2 separate regions of the Macaca mulatta genome follow, and region 1 is linked to region 2. The links are chromatin contacts, called in public Hi-C maps. All regions are on one chromosome and are shown on one strand. Each heading gives the region's core, a stretch centred on a gene start, on an enhancer-like site or on the middle of the called end of the contact. The rest is flanking DNA. Distances are from core to core; before and after follow the strand shown. Region 1 has its middle 24 kb from the start of GRID1. Region 2 has its middle 13 kb from the start of WAPL.

Region 1 (3,681 bases), core at 1,162-3,661, 150 kb after region 2:
CCTCAGGGACCTGTTCCCACACCTCCTCCTTCCCTCCTCTCCCTCTCCTGGGGGCTTCCCCGGCCTCCCAACAGGCCCAGGAGGCCCTAAAAAGAAAACAAACCAAACTTCCCTTGACTCCACAACTCCCTCCAGCTACTGTCTCCTCTCCTTCCCCTGTTTATATCTACAGGTGTTTTCTAATCTCAGTTGGTGACTCTACTGTCCTTTTTAGCTTGTAGCTTCACCCAGCATCCCATCTGCTAAGGTCACCAGGGACCTCCCGGGCCACGTGTAATCACCACATCTCAGTTCTTGACTTCTGAAGCCCCTTGCTCTGCCTCTTCCCTTGTTTCAAGCTCCAGGCTCTTCAGTTTGCTCCTGGATTCACTCCCGCACCAGGGCCACATGGTCTCAGTCTCCTTGCTAACTCCTCCTCCAGGCTGCCCTCTAAAATTGCACCCCATCTTCCCCTGTCCCTGCTCAGCTGCTCAGTTGCTCAGTTGCTCAGCTCCTGCCCTTCTATCTCCACCTGACCTCCCTAGACCTGAAGTTCTCAATCTTAGTTTGCATGAGAATCATCGGGGAGTTCTGTGAAATGCTGATGCCCAGGCTGATCGCATCCAGGGGAGGCCCAGGGTCACTGGTATTTTTCCAACACTCCCAGGTGATATAAGTGCTCTGTGAGGGCTGAGAAGCCCAACCCAGGGTGTTGCCTACACTATCAAGGCACCAGCATCGTGTCCTACGCAGGTGCCTTCCAGCCTGACCCCTCCTCTGAGCCCCACCTGCCAGTGTGACAGCTCCATCTGGCATGGGAAGCGAAAAAAAATGTTACTTAAAAATCCAGCGAACTTATTAAGGAATCTGTGGCTGCAGTCCGAGCTGGTCCCTACAGGCTCGTGGTTCTTCTTAATCAAGTAGTAAATTCTTTATAAGGTGGCGTCTCACCACAATCATATGACCTAGATGTTATTATTCCCACTTTACAGACGAGGAAACAGACACAGAAACTTGCCCAAGGCCATGCAGGTAGCAGGAGGTGGAGCTGGGATTACAAACCCAGACAGTTTTGGCTCAACAGTCCAGGGTCATAACCAGTGCAGCTGCAGTGAGTCCTGCTGCCTTCACAGGGGACAGCAGCCGGCAGGGTTGACTCCTTGGGCTGGTCACACAGGGACATGGGGACAGGTAGGCAGACGATGGGACTGCCATCGCCACATACATGTGACAATCTGCTGCTGCCTTTATGTTCCATTCCTTAAATACCTCTCCCCAGGATCAAGGCTAGCTGCAACATTTATCCAGGCCCAAACTCAGCATAGGCAGAGTCCAGCCCCACCAGGCATGGCAGCATTTTTTGTGATCTGGAGTAAGACCTTTTACCAGCAACTTCACTGGAAATTCCCTGGTAAGCGGTTTCTCCCAGTGATTTAAGTATTGGAACAGATTTGCTCTAATCTCACGAGTGTCAAAGGTTTAGTGGTCCCAAACTGCCTTCTGGAACGACCTCTCCCCCTTCCGGAAGTGGCAGCTCCTCTCTGCAGCTGCTTACGCCAGAACCCTGGGGTCTGTGTTGGCTGCTCTTTTTTTTTTTTTTTTTTTTTCTTTTCTTTCTTAATTTTTATTATCACCCCCACGTGCAGTTAACTCATCCCCAGGTCCCATCGATTCTAACTCCAAAATCTATCCCTCTCTACATCTGCCTCCACTCCCTGGTCCCTGCTGGCTCTGGCCCTATTCCTGATTCACGCTTTTCACTTCCATTTCCCTCTCCCTCCCATCCAAGTGAGAGGTGTTTACAAGACAAATTTGATCCTGTTTCTCTGGAGACAAACAAAAGTATCAGTGGCCCTTTGAGGAAAAGCCCAAATCCTCATTGGGGCCTCAAGCCCCTCCTCCTCCCAGCAGCCCGCCTGGCGAGCCCAGCCACACCGGTCTACTGTCTGCGCCTCCAAGGAACGCCCCCCGCCCCAGCTTCAGACGCCCCAGGCCTAGCCACCTCCTCGCTCTTTGCCTGGATATTAACCTATTCTTCAGCTTGCCCCCAGGGTTCCTCCACCCTGAGCCCGCAGCTCCTCCCTGACGCCTCGCCGCGGGTGTCGGGCGCTGTCAGCCCGGTGGGCGCAGTGGTGGGTCAGACCAGTAAGGGGCGCGAGGCCGGGGTGGGAGGGGACCTCAGGCCCAGGCCCCGCGGCTGCGCAGCCGCCAGCACTCAGGTGCGCCCAGCTGGCTCTGTCGCCTCCCGGCGGCAGCGGCGACCCCGGCCCTCTCCCTCTTCAGCGGACCTGGCGAGGCCTGGTGCTTCCCGGACCTGGGAAAAGGGGACCAGCCGTGCTGCCGGAGCCCGGCAGTCAGCCAGCGTTGCTCGGGTATTGAGAGAATGCTAACGCCCAGACCTGGGAGCACAGGATCCAAGGGCGGGGCGGGGCTTCCCAGCACTGCCCCGCCCACCTCTAGCCGCGTCCTCTCCAGCTTCCGGGTGGTAATCAGCTAGGTCTTCCCTGGCTCGGCGGTCAGAGACGCCGGGTGCAAGTTCTCTGCCGCTTTACTATGTGGCGTGTGCAAGTCACCCTCACTCCTTTAAAGAACATTGACTGACCTTCTTTCACGTGCCAGGCACCATTACAGGCACTGAGCGTACCGCCTGGAGCTTACAGTCTACTGTGGGGAGATTGATAACAAGCAAACAGGTTTTTGTGTTTTTTTTGTTTTAAGACGGGTCTCGCTCTATCGCCCAGGCTGGAGTGCAGCCCCGCAATCTTGGCTCACTGCAACCTCTGCTTCCCGGATTCAAGCGATTCTCCTACCTCAGCTTCCTGAGCAGCCGGGACTACAGGCACGCGCCACCACGCCCAGCTAATTTCTGTATTTTTAGTAGAGAGGGGTTTTGACCATATTGGCCAGGCTGGTCTGGAACTTCTGACCTCAAGTGATCCGTCCCCCTCGTCCTCCTAAACTGCTGGGATTACAGGCATGAGCCACCGCGTCCGACCACAAATAAGTTTTTAAAAAGCATAGACTGTGAGGTGGTGATACTCCTTAGGGGAAAACATAGCAGGAAAGGGGATAGGGATCGCAGGAAAGAGGACCTGCAGTTTTAAGTAGGGTGGTCTGGGAGGCTTCCTCCTGCGGAGGGAGCTTTTCCTCTGAGGGAGGAGGGAGGCCGAAGGTTCTCAGCAGAGGAACGACAGGACGCGACACGCTGTGTAACTGAGTCAGTCTGGCTGCTGTTGCTGCAAACACGCTGCAGGGGGCACGGGCGGGATCCCGGGACCAATTAGGAACTCTTGCAATGAGGCAGGAGGCCTCGGCGGTGGTCGCGGAGGGGTGAGAAGGGGCTGGATTCTGAATCTTTATCGAAGACAGAGCACACAGGATTTGCTGCTGGCTTGGATGTGGGGTGGAAGGAGGGAAGCAGAAAGTTAGGGATGACTCTCAAGTTTTTGGCCTGAGTTTCAGAAAGGATAGAAGTTGCCGGGATGGGGAAGGCTGCAGAAGCCGGTTTGGGGTGGGGAGATGTGGAATTCACTTTTGGGCACCTCCCATTGAAGATGAATATTCCACCTTTAAGTGGAGATGATGGTTAGATGCTGGCTGTGTCAGTGAGGCAGGACTTCACGGGGGGAGAGTTGGGGGTGGTGGGCTAGAAATCAAGATTTGGGAGTCATAACGTAGATATGGCATTTTAAAGCATTGGAA
Region 2 (3,624 bases), core at 157-2,656:
TGGGAAGGAGAGATGGAGGGGTACCGGTATTGTCCTCATTTTACCAAACCTCACGCCTAGTGCCCTTTCCACCATCCCTGGGGCCTTCCAGTAGAATCTCTGTGCTTGGAGAGAAAGGAGTACACAGTCTGAGGTTGGGTAGGGGATGCAAACATCCATTCATTCAACTATTTCTTGGGAACTGGGGCTGCCTGGGACAGGGAGACCTGGGACACTGTCCTAACGGAAGCCAAGACCTGGGGAAGCCCAAGTCGAACGCAGTTAATTATAATTGCAATTACAACTTCGTACTTGAGTGCTTTCAAGGGTTGCCGAGGAGGCGAGAAGGGAAAGAAGGGGCCACAGGTCTGTGGGTGTTGGGTTTGCTGTGTTAATCAGTTTCAGCTGGATGAACACTGCGAGCATGGGAGAAAGGGCGCAGAGAGAATGGCAGGAACCGTGTAGCCGGCAGGCCTAGCTCCCCACCGCGGGTTTGCGCCCACACCCTCTTCCTGGGGCTGCGCAGGCCTCACCTCCAAGGTACTCCACAGGGGAAGGCTCGGAGGTGCGGGTGTTCATGTCCTTGGGGCTGCCACGGCTGCGGTTGCTAAGCCCTTTTGGACTCACAAGCCTCAGATAAGTAGCTCAAAACCCAGGTTGGGGCAGGTGGCCTAATCTGCCGCGGCTCCCGGGTCCCGGGAGGCCCCAGCACCACGCGGATGATAACTGACAGCGGAGCCGACGCGATCTAGAGCGGGCCCTGGCTCAGCGCCCCCGCGCCCGCTTTCGGAGCCAGGACCGTCCCGCAGAGCAGCCGGGCCACTGACATGGCCGGGAAGGTCCCCTGCGCAACAAAGGCAGCCCAGGCGGCCCCAAGGGTAATGCCCGGGGTGACCCCAGTGCAAAGGGGAGTTCTGGGGGAGAAGCAGTCCGAGGCACCCGCCCCCAACTCCGGGGGCATTTATTTGAAATGTTAATGTTTTGAAGCCTCCCCTGGGCCCAGATCCGTCTCCTAGAAAGCAGGCAGAAGCCGCTGTGGGATTACTAAACTAACCGCCTCTGGCTCGGGTGCGAACCCGGTAAACATGTGTTGGTGTAAGCTAGAGAGGCCAGTGTACACAGATGAACCGGGTAAATTATTACACACCCCGACCCCTCGCCTTAAAGTATCCTTGGTGCACCAATTCCAGGAGTTGAAGTTTCTCCGGGCCACAGACCTTTATTTGCTCTTGTCCTTTACACCCTCCGCCCCCGCACAGGAACCGCGGAATCCAGGTCACAGGTGGGGGCAGGGAGGCCCGGGCGGGGTGGCTGCTGCGCAGCTCTGACAGAGCCCAACCCTGGCCCCGCCCGGGCCGCAGGCCTCGCCCAGGTCCTGCTGGGTGGCAGCCCGGCCTGCACTCAGCCGCCAAGTCTCCGCCACGCCTCGGGACGTCCTTGGGTAGCCCGGACCACGCGAGGTCGGGTGTCGCTGGCCCGGAGGCCGCCGGGCCTGGGGAGGACACAGAGGGTGTCACAACGGGAGCTTTTTAGAAACCTTGGAATGCGTTTCACTGTCCACATTCGATAGTTTGTCGAGTTATTGCCAAAATTATCTAGTCAGATCCTTTTCCCAGCTCAGCTGCTGGCGATGGTAATCATACCCGCACACACTTTGGGCGCGCTGAGACTCTGCCGGGCGCTGTTCCAAGTTCTTCTTATGGATTAACCTGTGATGAGGCGACCAAAGTCAGTCATCTGGCTTCTTTCGAGAACTGGCAGGTCACCTGCCCTCCACTCGACTGGTGGGGTGAGAGTAAATTGGGGCGTGCTCCCCTGTTGGATATGGGGCCCGAGCTGCGCAGACATGATTGCCAAGGGCCCGGGGCTCCCGTGCTGGAGAGGGGCTAGGTAGGGCGTCAGGCACCGTCTTGATTCTGGAAGATTTTTTAGGCCCCGCTATAGTTCTCCAACTTCAACATTCTCTAATCCACGAACTCCTCCAAGCTGCCTGAGCTTCCAAAAGCTTTCGCCTCAAGCTGGGAGAGCCCAATAGAGTGATCATTTTTCAACCAAGGGAGCCAACACTCATACATAATGAAGCGAGTTACACAAAGGACAGAATTCTTTCCCACTCTCCTGGGAGAGGCCCCTCAGCTCAGGGAATATGCAGGGCTGCCCAAACGACCCAAACTATGGGCCAGGTTAGGGGCGCATCAGAGGAATGGGGGCAAGCCGAAGAGCTCCTCTGCCCACTCAGAGGCTGGAGTTCCTCACACGAAGAAACCTCCACCCAGGTTATTCCTGAGCACTTCTCAGAAAGCACAATTCCTCCCTTTTCTTTGCCCCAAAGGCCAGTTGCAGAGCCCATGACCCAGCCGTGGGACAGGACGCTGTGAAGGGAGGAAGAGCCGCTTATGGTGGAGGAGCTCCCTTCAGGCCCCAGCAATACATCTGGATGCTGTCAAGAACCAAGAGGGCAGGGCAAGAAGAGACATGGGCTGGTTAAGACAAGACACTGTGACCTTGACTTCAACAACCTGGCCTGTTAGATCTCTGTCTGCCACCCTACCTTTGCTGCTCACAAATACCTGATCTCTCCCCAGGTCAAAGCTTCTCTACCTACAATTCCTCACTCCTCCTTGAATTTGGCTTCTTCTTCTAAACAGCTTTGAGTTATTGATCTTGATCCTCACTCCTCCTGGCTTGAGCCTCTGGCTTGAAATGACAACAGAAGGATGGGGTTCCTCTACCTGGCTTGATATTCAGGGCCCAGGACAGCACATGCTTCATGCCTGGAACCTTTGGAGAAAGATAGTTTTGGTTTAAAACCCTGGCTCTGTCACATTAATCAGTTGGGTGACCTTAGGCAAGTCATTTACCATTGTACAGTATTCCTTAAGAGTCCTATCAGAGAAGTGGTAGGATAATGCAGCTCTGATAAGGAGATGAGACATCAATGACAATGTAAATAACAATGTAAATTACAATGCAGGGAAATCTGCACTGTGGCTGGCAAAAAATAGGACTCAGTAAATGGTAGCCTTCTCCCTAGGTAAGAGTAGAGCAACTCAGCACCTAGGAGGCTGCTTGCCGTTGTTCTTTTATTTTAAAAAGTTCTTTTAGAGACAGGGCCTTGCTCTGTAACTCAGGTGGGAGTGCAGTGGCATGATCATAGCTCACTGCAACCTTGAACTCGGCTTACGAGATCCTCCTGTCTCAGCCTCCTGAGTAGCTGGAGCTTGCCTTTGTTCTCACACTCTCTCCCAAGGCTCCACAATATGGAGGTAGAGACCATGACATCAGTAATGTTGCTGCCACCTCCACCTCCACTCAGTCATGCCCTGGAAGTTAAATACCTGAAACTGTATGGCCATGGCATCCTCGCTTGGGCAAGCAGCATTCAGAGGCAGATTGGCTTTCAGAGCAGGTGACACCCCAGAGGCCTCTCTCCTGACGTCATTGTGGGCAAGCAGTCAGGGAGCAGGGCCTCACTGCTGGGATCTTGCTCCTAACTGGGTGTCCTGCTGCCTCTCACCCAGGAAGTGAGCCCAAGTAGATTTTCCCTGACATTCAATAGCCTTGTTCTGCTTCCACTGTTTCCATCTCAAGGTTATTAATTCCTCGCCCACTCATGGCTATCATAATTCTTTTTCAACATTTCCA

What was found. A called contact is a pair of places that touch in the nucleus more often than the background predicts.
Region 1: a Hi-C map of CD4 T cells shows a contact between it and region 2, with 6 times the contacts expected there. The contact joins two enhancer-like sites. A contact is called at or near these places in 2 of 14 Hi-C or Micro-C datasets (CD4 T cells and liver).

Annotation. Positions count from the first base shown.
Region 1 is chr9:63,470,365-63,474,045 of T2T-MMU8v2.0, forward strand. No RefSeq gene overlaps it. Among named protein-coding and RNA genes, the nearest start is that of GRID1, 24 kb to the right of the region's middle. Within about 2 kb of position 2,412, at least 25 of the 40 cell types and tissues checked have an H3K27ac peak or open chromatin away from gene starts, as enhancers often do. A contact at or near this core is called in CD4 T cells, where this site is marked.
Region 2 is chr9:63,319,190-63,322,813 of T2T-MMU8v2.0, forward strand. No RefSeq gene overlaps it. Among named protein-coding and RNA genes, the nearest start is that of WAPL, 13 kb to the right of the region's middle. Within about 2 kb of position 1,407, at least 9 of the 40 cell types and tissues checked have an H3K27ac peak or open chromatin away from gene starts, as enhancers often do. A contact at or near this core is called in CD4 T cells, where this site is marked.